2 separate regions of the Hordeum vulgare genome follow, and region 1 is linked to region 2. Evidence: chromatin contacts called from public Hi-C data. All regions are on one chromosome and are shown on one strand. The core of a region is the stretch at or near the end of the contact, and the rest is flanking DNA. Distances in the headings are between cores, read along the strand shown. Region 1 holds the start of LOC123401902 (pentatricopeptide repeat-containing protein At2g02750-like). Region 2 holds the start of LOC123403840.

Region 1 (5,151 bases), core at 215-2,714, 500 kb after region 2:
GGACTCGACCATGCGTCCATAGTCTTCCAAAATATCACCTGAAACTCCGTATGCAAGCATCCTCATAGCTGTCGTGCACTTCTGAAGTGAGGTGAATCCAAGTGTGCCGGTGCAATCCTTTTTGCACTTGAAGTAGCTGTCGAACTCCCTAATGAAATTCACAATCCTAAGGAAGAGCTTCCGGCTCATACGATGACAACGCCGAAATACTTTGTCACCGTGCAGAAGAGCGTCAACGGAGCAGTCGGTGTAGAATAAGCAATAGCCTTTCAGTTGATGCCTCTGCTTTGCCTTCAGCCGGCCTAGCGCTGAGCCACCTCACCTCGGCTTTGCATTGCTCGCCAACAGGCCGGCCAGAGCGGCGAGGACCATGAGGTGTTCTTGATCCTGGGTGTCGACATCGGCTTCGTCCTACATTAGCGCCATGAACGCCTCCTCGTCATCGAAGTCCATCACCGAGGCAAATCGCCGAACACCTCGTGGGCGTGGGAGACGCGTAGCCGCGTGCGTGGCTGGAGCGCCGGGAAAACTCGCCAAGAAGCAGGGGCAAAGCCGCGACGAACCCTCCCTTCGTCATCGGGGACATGACCTTTGTAGCGGCGGTAGGTAGGTGGGTGGCGCCGGGATCGACACGACGGCGAAAGATGTAGTGCGCGAGGGGTGGATCTGGAGGAGGAAAACCGTTTTTTCCGCTTGAAGGGGGGCCACGCGTCATTATTGCTCTAGATGGAGGCCCCAAGCGCCACCAACACATTGGGTTCGGCCTGGAATGGCCGAGCCTAAAAATGAACCCAACCGATGAACATTAACGTTCTCGAGGTACGACTGGGCAATTTTTCATCGCCGACGCTAAAAACATGCCTGGGCCCATACCTGGCCAAACGGGCCCGGTCAATCGGACCGGCCCGCATGCACGCCGGCCTGGCACGAGATGGGCCCGGCCCGGCACGCGGCACGCCTCGGGCCGTGCCTGGGCCTGAAGGCTGGGCATGCGGGCCGGCACGACACGGTCCATTTTTTTTTATTTTTTATTTTTATATTTTTTTAAATATATATGTATACAATATACAACCCAATAGGCTTAAAATAAACCCACGAAGCTCAACATATACTGTTCATCGTGTTAAACGGATCAATAGACCGGTTTGTTTAGTAACCGAACCGTGTCTGAACCTGAAGGCGCAGCCCACGGGCTGGCACGAGCACGGCCCGTGCTAAACGTGCTTGGTCCAACACGATACAGCCCGATTACTAAACGTGCTTCGACGGGCCGTGTCGGACCAAGCACGTTTAGCACGATACAGCCCGATTACTAAACGTGCTTCGACCGGCCGTGTCGGACCAAGCACGTTTAGCACGGACCGTGCTCGTTGCCGTGCCGGGCCGCCGTGTGGCCAGGTATGCCTGGGCCTGTTGGTCCTGTGGGCGCGGATGGAATTGCTCCTACAGCGGGACTGCACAGAGGGATGTCACCTGATCTCGGTCCTATTTCTGCAAATCCACTATGTGAGCGTTCCCTGCCCCGCGAACCAATGCAGGCTCCATGGTTGGCAAGCTCTCCACGGCCACCGCGGCGCAATGGAAGCGACTCTGCAAACTCGTATCCAACGGACACTACCAGGAAGCGCTCCTCGCCTACTCTCGAGCCCACGCGTCCTACCTCCGTCCGGACGCCTTCACCTTCCCCTGCATCCTTAAGTCCTGCGCCGCGCTCCAGGATGCCCCCGCCGTGCTCCAAGTCCACGGTCACCTCGCCAAGTCGGGCTTCTCCTCCTGTCCCTACACGGCCACCGCCCTGACGAGCGCCTATGCCAGGCTCCTCCGTGTCGGGGAGGCATGCAAGGTGTTCGATGAAATGCGGGAAAGAAACGTGCCCTGCTTCAATGCCCTCATCGCGGGGTTCTCGCAGTGCGGGAAGGTTCGTGAAGCGATGGGTGTATTTAGGCTCCTCGGGAAAGAGGGGATGCTACCGGACTCTGTCACAGTGGCGAGTGTGCTACCTGCGTGTCGGGCCGTGGAGCAAGGGAAGCAGCTGCACGGGCTTGTAGTGAAGACCGGGGATTGTTTGGATCGCTATGTTGCCACATCACTTATCACAATGTACTTGGATTGTGGTGATTCGGATGCTGCAAGGAGGATTCTTGAATTCATGGTTGATAAGGGCGTCGAGAGTTATAATGCAATGGCTTCTGGATTGTTGAGGAATGGTGCAGATTTTATAGCTTTGGGTACTGTCAGGGAAATGATATTTGGATCCAGCGAAAAACCTAACGAGACTACTTTGCTGGTTGTCCTCTCAGCGTGCACTAGTGTCTTGGCACCGTCACTTGGTAAAGAGGTCCATTGCTATGTCCTGAAGCATGCAATGGATTGCAGTGTCAAGATCAGGACTGCACTCATTGACATGTACTCAAAATGTGGTTCTCTGGAGTGTGCTTACCAGGTTTTCTCTGTCATGGATGAGCGGAACTTGGTGACCTGGAATACGATGATCTCAGGTTTTCTGATACACGAGAAGCTTGCAAACGCCTTAGGGTTGTTCCAGCAGCTGAGGTTGAAAGGCTTCAGCCCTGATAGTATTACATGGAATCTGGTGATTAATGGACTTGCACATCACCAGAAGTTTGCTGAGGTTTTCTCATTATTCAGTAAGATGCGGTTGGAGGGAGTCTCAGGTGCAAGTCTGGAAACCATGACAAGTATGTTGAGTGCTTGTTCGGCTATGTCAGATATCAAGCATGGGAAGGAAATATATTGCCATGTTATTCGAACAATGCAACACTTTGAGGATGATGTTTTCCAGACAACAGTGATTGACATGTTTATGAGTTGTGGATGTGACAGCTATGCTGGTAGAGTATTTGAGAAAGATAGGAGGAAATCAAACGACCCAGCTTTGTGGAATGCAATGATTTCTGGTTATGGAAGGTGTGGAAAAAGCAGTTTAGCATTACAAACCTTCAACGAGATGCTTGAGCAGCAAGTGAATCCCAACTCAGCCACCTTTCTCTGTGCTCTTTCAGCTTGTGGCCATGCTGGATTAGTACAGAAAGCATTGCATATCTACCAAATGATGGAGAGTGCCTACAGTATCAACCCTACTTTTGAACACTTGAGCGTCATGGTTGACCTTTTTTGCCGTGCTGGAAAGCTATCTGAAGCTTATGGTCTATTACTGAAACATACTGATCCACCAGCTTCAATGTGGTATTCTTTTCTTGGTGCCTGTAAAAACTACTCTAATGCAGAACTTGGTAAAATAGCGGCAACAAAACTCTATGATTTGGACCCTTCAAGCACAACTCCATGGGTAATTCTATCCAACATATACGCTGAACAATATCGATGGGGTGAAGTAGAGACACTGAGGAAAATGATATCAGACAAGCACCTCATCAAAGCTCCTGCGTGTACTGAACTTGTATGAAAATCTGTTTCTTGCCTGCTTAGTTTAAGAAGGAAATGAATACCATTTCGAAGGTATGGACATCTCTTCCCATGCCAGCCATCTTGTCATAACAAAAAGCTCATTGCTGCCTACATTAAAATGATATTGAGCTCATGTCCATACGCACCCCTTCGTGAGTTTGTACATTTAGACATTTTCAGAAGTTCTCAACAGAATCATGTGACCACAAAATGTTAATTTAGGTACATATTCTAACTTTCAATTAAAAATATGGTCATATGTGCTCTCTCTGTACAAAAAAAGAATAAGAACATCTCTTTGTTATATAACTTAATACTCCCTCTGTTCCTAAATATAAGTCTCTTTAGATCTACGGACTATATACGAATGTATATAGACATACTCCCTCCGTTCCTAAATATAAGTCTTTTTAGAGGTTTCACTAGGGGACTACATACGGATGTATATAGACACACTTTAGAGTGTAGATTCACTCATTTTGCTCCGTATGAAGTCCCCTAGTGGAATCTATAAAAAGTCTTATATTTAGGAACGGATGGAGTACTTTAGAATGTAGGTTCACTCATTTTGTTCCGTATGTAATCTCTAGTGAAATCTCTAAAAAGACTTATACTCCCTCCGTTCCTAAATATAAGTCTTTTAAGATATTTCACTAGGAGTCTACATACGAAGCAAAATGAGTGAATCTACACTCTAAAGTATGTCTATATGCATCCGTATGTAGTCCACTAATGATATCTCTTTAAAGACTTATATTTAGGAACGGAGGGAGTATTTAGGAACGGAGGAAGTATATCTCTTGTCTTCTTGAGACAGTGCAATATGATTGTATTTTTTCATGAAATTTTGTACATGTGCCTGAATTAACCTATGTTCACATGCTTCTTTACATTATTTACGAGTCTGTCAGTTTCTTGCCAGAAACATGTAATTTATTTTCAATTGTGATCTATCTTAATCATCGTGGATTGGTTAGTCTACACAGACAAATCGTGTATGCTTTCTTATGATCTTCGACGGGTAGCCGCCTTTTTGTGTGTGAACCATTAACAGAAGATTGGAGCCACGACTTGGCCCCTCCTCAATAGGCAAAAATGTCAACACACCAGTCACCCCATGAAAAGAACTTATTCCGTATGTTTAGAGTTTTATACTCAATGTCAAGTAGGCAAGTTGTACCGTTGTACCAGATATAATCATCAAAATTCTATCAGTGGCAACATTTTCTGCCAGAGCATGGAGAGAAAGGTCTCTCTGTTCAGCACACTTATGACGCACTCGATTTCTAACATTTATAGATATCCTGTTGAGTTGTCAGAAAGGTATTTTCTAAGCCTATAATGCACAAATCATAAGCCACTTGATTTCTCAAAAGTCGCAAGTCACTTTGCCTAGTGTGTATGCTAGTGGTATTAGTACAAAACATAAGTAGAACATTTAGTGCACTGTGTCATACATATATACAGCATGAAATTGTCCCCATGTAAATCAGGAAAATTACATGAAACCAATGCTCAATAAAAGCTGGGGAGCTTCTTCATAGGCTTATTGACATAAACATTTTTCTGTCAAATGCAAGTATATAGTTAAGTTATTGACTTGCCATATTATCAGTACTCATCTTTACTTTGGCTCCCTTGAGTTCTTCCCATCTTTTGACTTCCCTGTAGCCAGTCTACTCTAGTCATTGATGGATAGGTTTTCACAGATTTTCGCAAAGT
Region 2 (4,790 bases), core at 1,660-4,159:
GTAGGAGCCATGGGAGGAACCGGACGTGGCGGACAACAGACCTCGCCAGAGAGAACTCCCCAGAAACGGATGCCACGCATGTGAATGCGCATGAAGCCAGTGAACTCGGTGTAGTTAGTACCATCGAAGATCACCGAACAGCGAGGGACAGCAACATAGCCAGATGCAGTAGACATTTTTTTTACCTTTTTTTTTAGAAAGCAACTCGATCAACTAAAAGCAGACCAGGACCAAGCCTTCGATCTGGCAGAAGCACCTGCTCGTGCAGGCAAGGCGGACGGGATCGTGAGCAAAGAAGTAGAACGGGCAAAGCACTCCTTGGTAGCAGACTGGAAAAGAGACGGAGTCGGCGTCCTGGGCAACAGCAGCGGACGGCAAGAGCGCAGACAAGCAGCAGGAGATGGTGTCCGACGGAACGGCAGAGGACGGAACCCACCTCGGGGTAGCCTTCTCCTCTAGGCAGGTAGACGCGGCGGCAGCTGATCTGGCGAGGGGCGAGATTCGAAGAGAGGCGAGATCCAGCAGGGTGGAACGAAGATGACGGGATCCGGCAGAGGATGCCAGAAACCGGATCGGGAGCCAGCGGACGGGAGAGTTGCAGAAGACCTGCGGGCCTGCAGGAGAGGTAGCATCAGGAGGATCGGGGAGCAGCAGCCTCGATCCCGGCCAGGAGCGGGACGAGCTCGAGCGGGACCGGTAGCTGCGATCGGGGTGGAGGAGATCGGCCAGGGAGGCCCGCTGCGAGCGAGACAAGATTGGATCGGGAGGGCGAGTTGCGGTGCCCAAAAAAATAACCTAAGCTCTAATACCATGTTAGGAAAGCAACTTATCTATATTGAAGGCCCAAGGGGCATATATATATTACATATGACTTGAGGTGCAAGGAAAGTAAACATAGACTAATAAGGACTCCTAGACTAATACTGATACTAATAAGGACTCCTAAACTAATATTAATACTTCCTAACAAGGTAGTACCTTGTCTCAATATTTTCCCAGGATCTTATAAGATATATCACCATGCCACGATGTACTTTGTGACAAAGCCATCTATATTGTTTCATATAAACAGTGAAGATACTTCTATAAGTAGTATTGGTAGAGAAAGTTAAACAAGTTTGTTTATACCTCTCTAGAAGCAACATATATATATATAAACGGAGAGTAGGAAGTTCATCATGCATATTCATGTTTGTTTTCTATTGAAAATGCCATCAAATAGATTATAATTTGATCAAAAAATTCAGGAACTCCCAAGTAATGTGTCCGTGTTTCATGTATATGTAAGAAAGGCAATATGCACTCTTAAAGGACAACAGGAACACTGCAATGATAAGGTCACTGCTTATGGTAGTATCAAAAGGTTGAGCACTTCCCATGGCATATCAGACCTAATGTCATTTTACTGACTAGGATTGCCAACTTTGTTGCACTTAATAATTAGACTACTTAATGACTATGAAACGTTAACAACGGTATGAAATAACCTGGAAGCCCTCGCATGATGATAACAATATGATCAGGACGTGAAGCACGAAGGGGCTGCTTGAACAAGTCGCATGCATTAACAATATTGACTTCCGCATTGTTAAAAGGATGTGTGTCTTGTGTTAGCCTTCTATCTCCCAAATGCTGATCCGATTGTTGTCGATGTACGAAATCTACCCCCTGGAGAAACACGCACATATATAACGATTAATACTTTTGACTTCTGAGTGGCAATGATATATTATAAGCAAAGCATCCAAGTGCATGAAGAGAACCTCATTTTGGTTGGGTCCATTGTAATAATTTGCGTTCAGCATCAGGTGGGATTGATGCAAGGTGTTATCACTTGGTGGAAGTGATGTAGTAGCCGGAGAACTGCAGAGGACAGGAAACAACGACGAGTTTGCTGCCGGCAGAGGTGGCATTGCATGGTAATCTGGGGTAGAAGGCACTGGAGGATCTGGCGGTGGCGGGACAACACTCGCATGATGACGCCAACCGCGGGAATCATAATGCTTTCCTGCCTCAGCATGTTGAGGCACTAGAGGAAGTGGTGGAGCACCAGGCGATGCTTCAGGGCGAAACTGATGATGGCGATGGTGATCACGGTCGAAATACTTCTCCTGAGATCCTCCTACCGAATCTAAAGCACTATACCTATCAAACGGCATCGGCGGAGGTGGCATCCTTCTGACCAGATCGTAATCAGTGAAATTGCCTCCCTGCGCATAGGGGTTATTATAATTTTGATGGGGAGGATAAGCTCCATCTCCTCCATAGCCGAAACCATCGGGTGGATACGGTTCGCCATGCCACTGTGCAGGCGGCAGCTGAGCGCGGCCATGACCATGCTCCCGGACCAGCCCGAGCAGCCGCTCTCCCTCCACGGAAGATCTGCCTAACATTGGCGGGTAGGGAAGGGGCGGGCCGGTGAACGGAGGCGCCTCCCCCACGCGCATCCTCTTGTGGGGGCCTTCCGTGTCGAGGAGATCGTACGGGTGCGGCCCCGGAGGAGCCCACATCGGCGGCGGCGGGTAGAAGGGGGCGTGGTACTGCGGCGGGGGAGGAGGGGGCGGTGGGTGGAGATCGTAGGGAAAGGGGTGGGGCGGGAGAGGCGGATGCGGGCAAAAGGGGAAGTGGGGCGCGGTGCAGACGGGGCAGAGGTCGTTGCCGGCGCCGGCTGGGAAGCGCCATGGATGATCCATGAGGAAGTGGCCGCGTGGGTTTGGGGATCTAGGGTTTCGAGGGAATAATCAAGGGGTTGCTTCGAGAAGTTCTTTGGGGTTCTGCAGATGGCTTCGCCGATTTGGGGACGGGGCGAGGAGGCTCTGCGCAGCTGCTCGAAGGAAGATGAGCTGGTCCGATTGTGCCGAGGACCGTCGTAGAGGAGATAATTGCAAGTATCATCCCGAAAGCTGGCTGCCAGGTCCAATCCACTTGAGGAAGTTGAGAATTGCTTCAATACGATCCTCGTACACGAAAATACGTTATCAATACGGTTCTGGATCTTGGACAGCCAGTCCCCGCTTTGCGCGCCAGCTACGTCTCGCGAATACTCAGTATGACACGTCACCGCGTGGCCCACCCGTCAGACTTGACCCCACCCGTCAGCGCAGAGCTGTGATAATTTTGCACTCAGCTCCTTGTCTGTTCTCGATCCCTTTTCCTCTCTTCCCTGATTGAAAACAGAGAAGAACACAGAGTACTTCGAGCAGGCACGGCGGCGAATGGTCGACGACCCAACGACATTCCGATGGTAGTTCATGTGGTGGCGGAAGCGACAGCGACGGCGCCGCAACCCATGGGGTGGAGTTGGTCAACGATGGACCGCCGGCGAGGCGGCTCCAACCTACGGTATGATTCGTTGATAGCACATCATGATATTATATATGGAGATGAGATTGGAAGAGCTAGGAAGATTGCATATGATATTATATATGAAGATGAGATTGCACAATACAACTTGTTGTGGGACTATGCAATTGAACTGAGGAGATCAAATCCTGGAAATACTTTCTTTGTTGAGCTTCCAGATAAGGGGCAGTTTCAGAAATGTTACTTCTCATTTGATGCATGCAAGAGGCGGGTTTTATCTGCTTGTAGACCTATTATTTTTCTAGATGGTTACCACTTGAAGACACAATATGGTGATGTTCTATTAAGTGGAGTTGGAATGAACCCAAATGATTGCATATTTCCTGTGGCTCATGTAGTAGTGCCAAGTGAAGACACAAAATCCTGGAGGTGGTTTTTGACTGCACTAAAGCAAGATCTTGACATAAATAACACACAACTTTGGACCATCATGTCTAACAAGCAAAAAGTAATTTACTTTCATATTTTATTTTTCATGTACAATAAAGTATGTTATGTCAGTGCTTAGGAATTTCTAATGTTTGAAATGGCAATGTTTTTGCAGGGTTTAATTAAGGCAGTAAAGGAATTGTTCCCTCTCTCACCACACAGATTTTGTGAGGCATTTATGGCAGAATTTCAACAAGAACTTCAAAGGAGAGGCCTTAAAGAACCAGCTTTGGAAATGTGCTAGAAGCACTACAGAGGGCAGGTTTTGGGAAAATATGAACCATATGTTAGTGCTCAACAAAGAGGCACATGATTGGCTGGATGAGTTGGATCAAAAAACATGAGTTAGGGCTTACCAAAATGATTTCCCGAAGTGTGATGTCTTACTGAATAAAAATTGTGAAGTATTCAATAGGTACATTCTAGAGGCAAGGGAGATGCCAATCATAAGCATGTGCGAGAGGATCAAGGGCCAGAATATGAGAAGGAACTATGGAAAACAACAAGAGACTTTGAAGTGGCATGGGACTATTTGTCCAAAGATAAAAAAATGGATAAGAATATTGAATATATATTTGTCCAATTGTGAACTAAGGTTGTCTCTTTTGTGAACATGTTTGATGCACTAAGTTTGTCTCTTATGTGCTACAGATACAATATATATGCAAGCACACATTTTTGTTTTCATAACAATCATCACATTGCAACATACTAGTAGATAATTAGTGAATTACGTTCCAGGTTCACAAAAGAGGGACTACATTGATGATAAACTAAACAACGTAGATAGCCTAGAACACTACAGAAACTACAACATAATTAGTACATATAGATCAACCGTCGTTGTCGTCGACTTTGGCAAGGAGAGTGCTGAATTTTTGTAAGCGTGTCAGGTCCTCCCCTTCGTTTGGCAACCATTCATCCGGCAGGTCTTTGGCTAGCAGAGGACCACGATCAATAACCTCTTTCAAGTGATAGATGACAGGATAGACTAGCGT

The links. Hi-C and Micro-C count contacts between places; a contact is called where the count stands out from the background.
Region 1: a Hi-C map of seedling shows a contact between it and region 2, with 4 times the contacts expected there. The contact joins the promoter of LOC123401902 here to the promoter of LOC123403840 in region 2. A contact is called at or near these places in 3 of 6 Hi-C or Micro-C datasets (leaf and seedling) and 1 of 1 datasets of contacts at active chromatin or transcription factors (embryo).

The regions. Positions count from the first base shown.
Region 1 is chr6H:192,922,164-192,927,314 of MorexV3_pseudomolecules_assembly, forward strand. It overlaps LOC123401902 (pentatricopeptide repeat-containing protein At2g02750-like), which reads left to right and starts at 1,465. Exons shown (of 1, transcript XM_045095762.1): 1 at 1,465-3,570. The coding sequence starts at 1,544. The coding sequence ends at 3,427.
Region 2 is chr6H:192,417,210-192,421,999 of MorexV3_pseudomolecules_assembly, forward strand. LOC123403840 reads right to left here and starts at 2,910. Exons shown (of 13, transcript XM_045097761.1): 1 at 1,764-2,910; 2 at 1,488-1,668. The coding sequence starts at 2,693.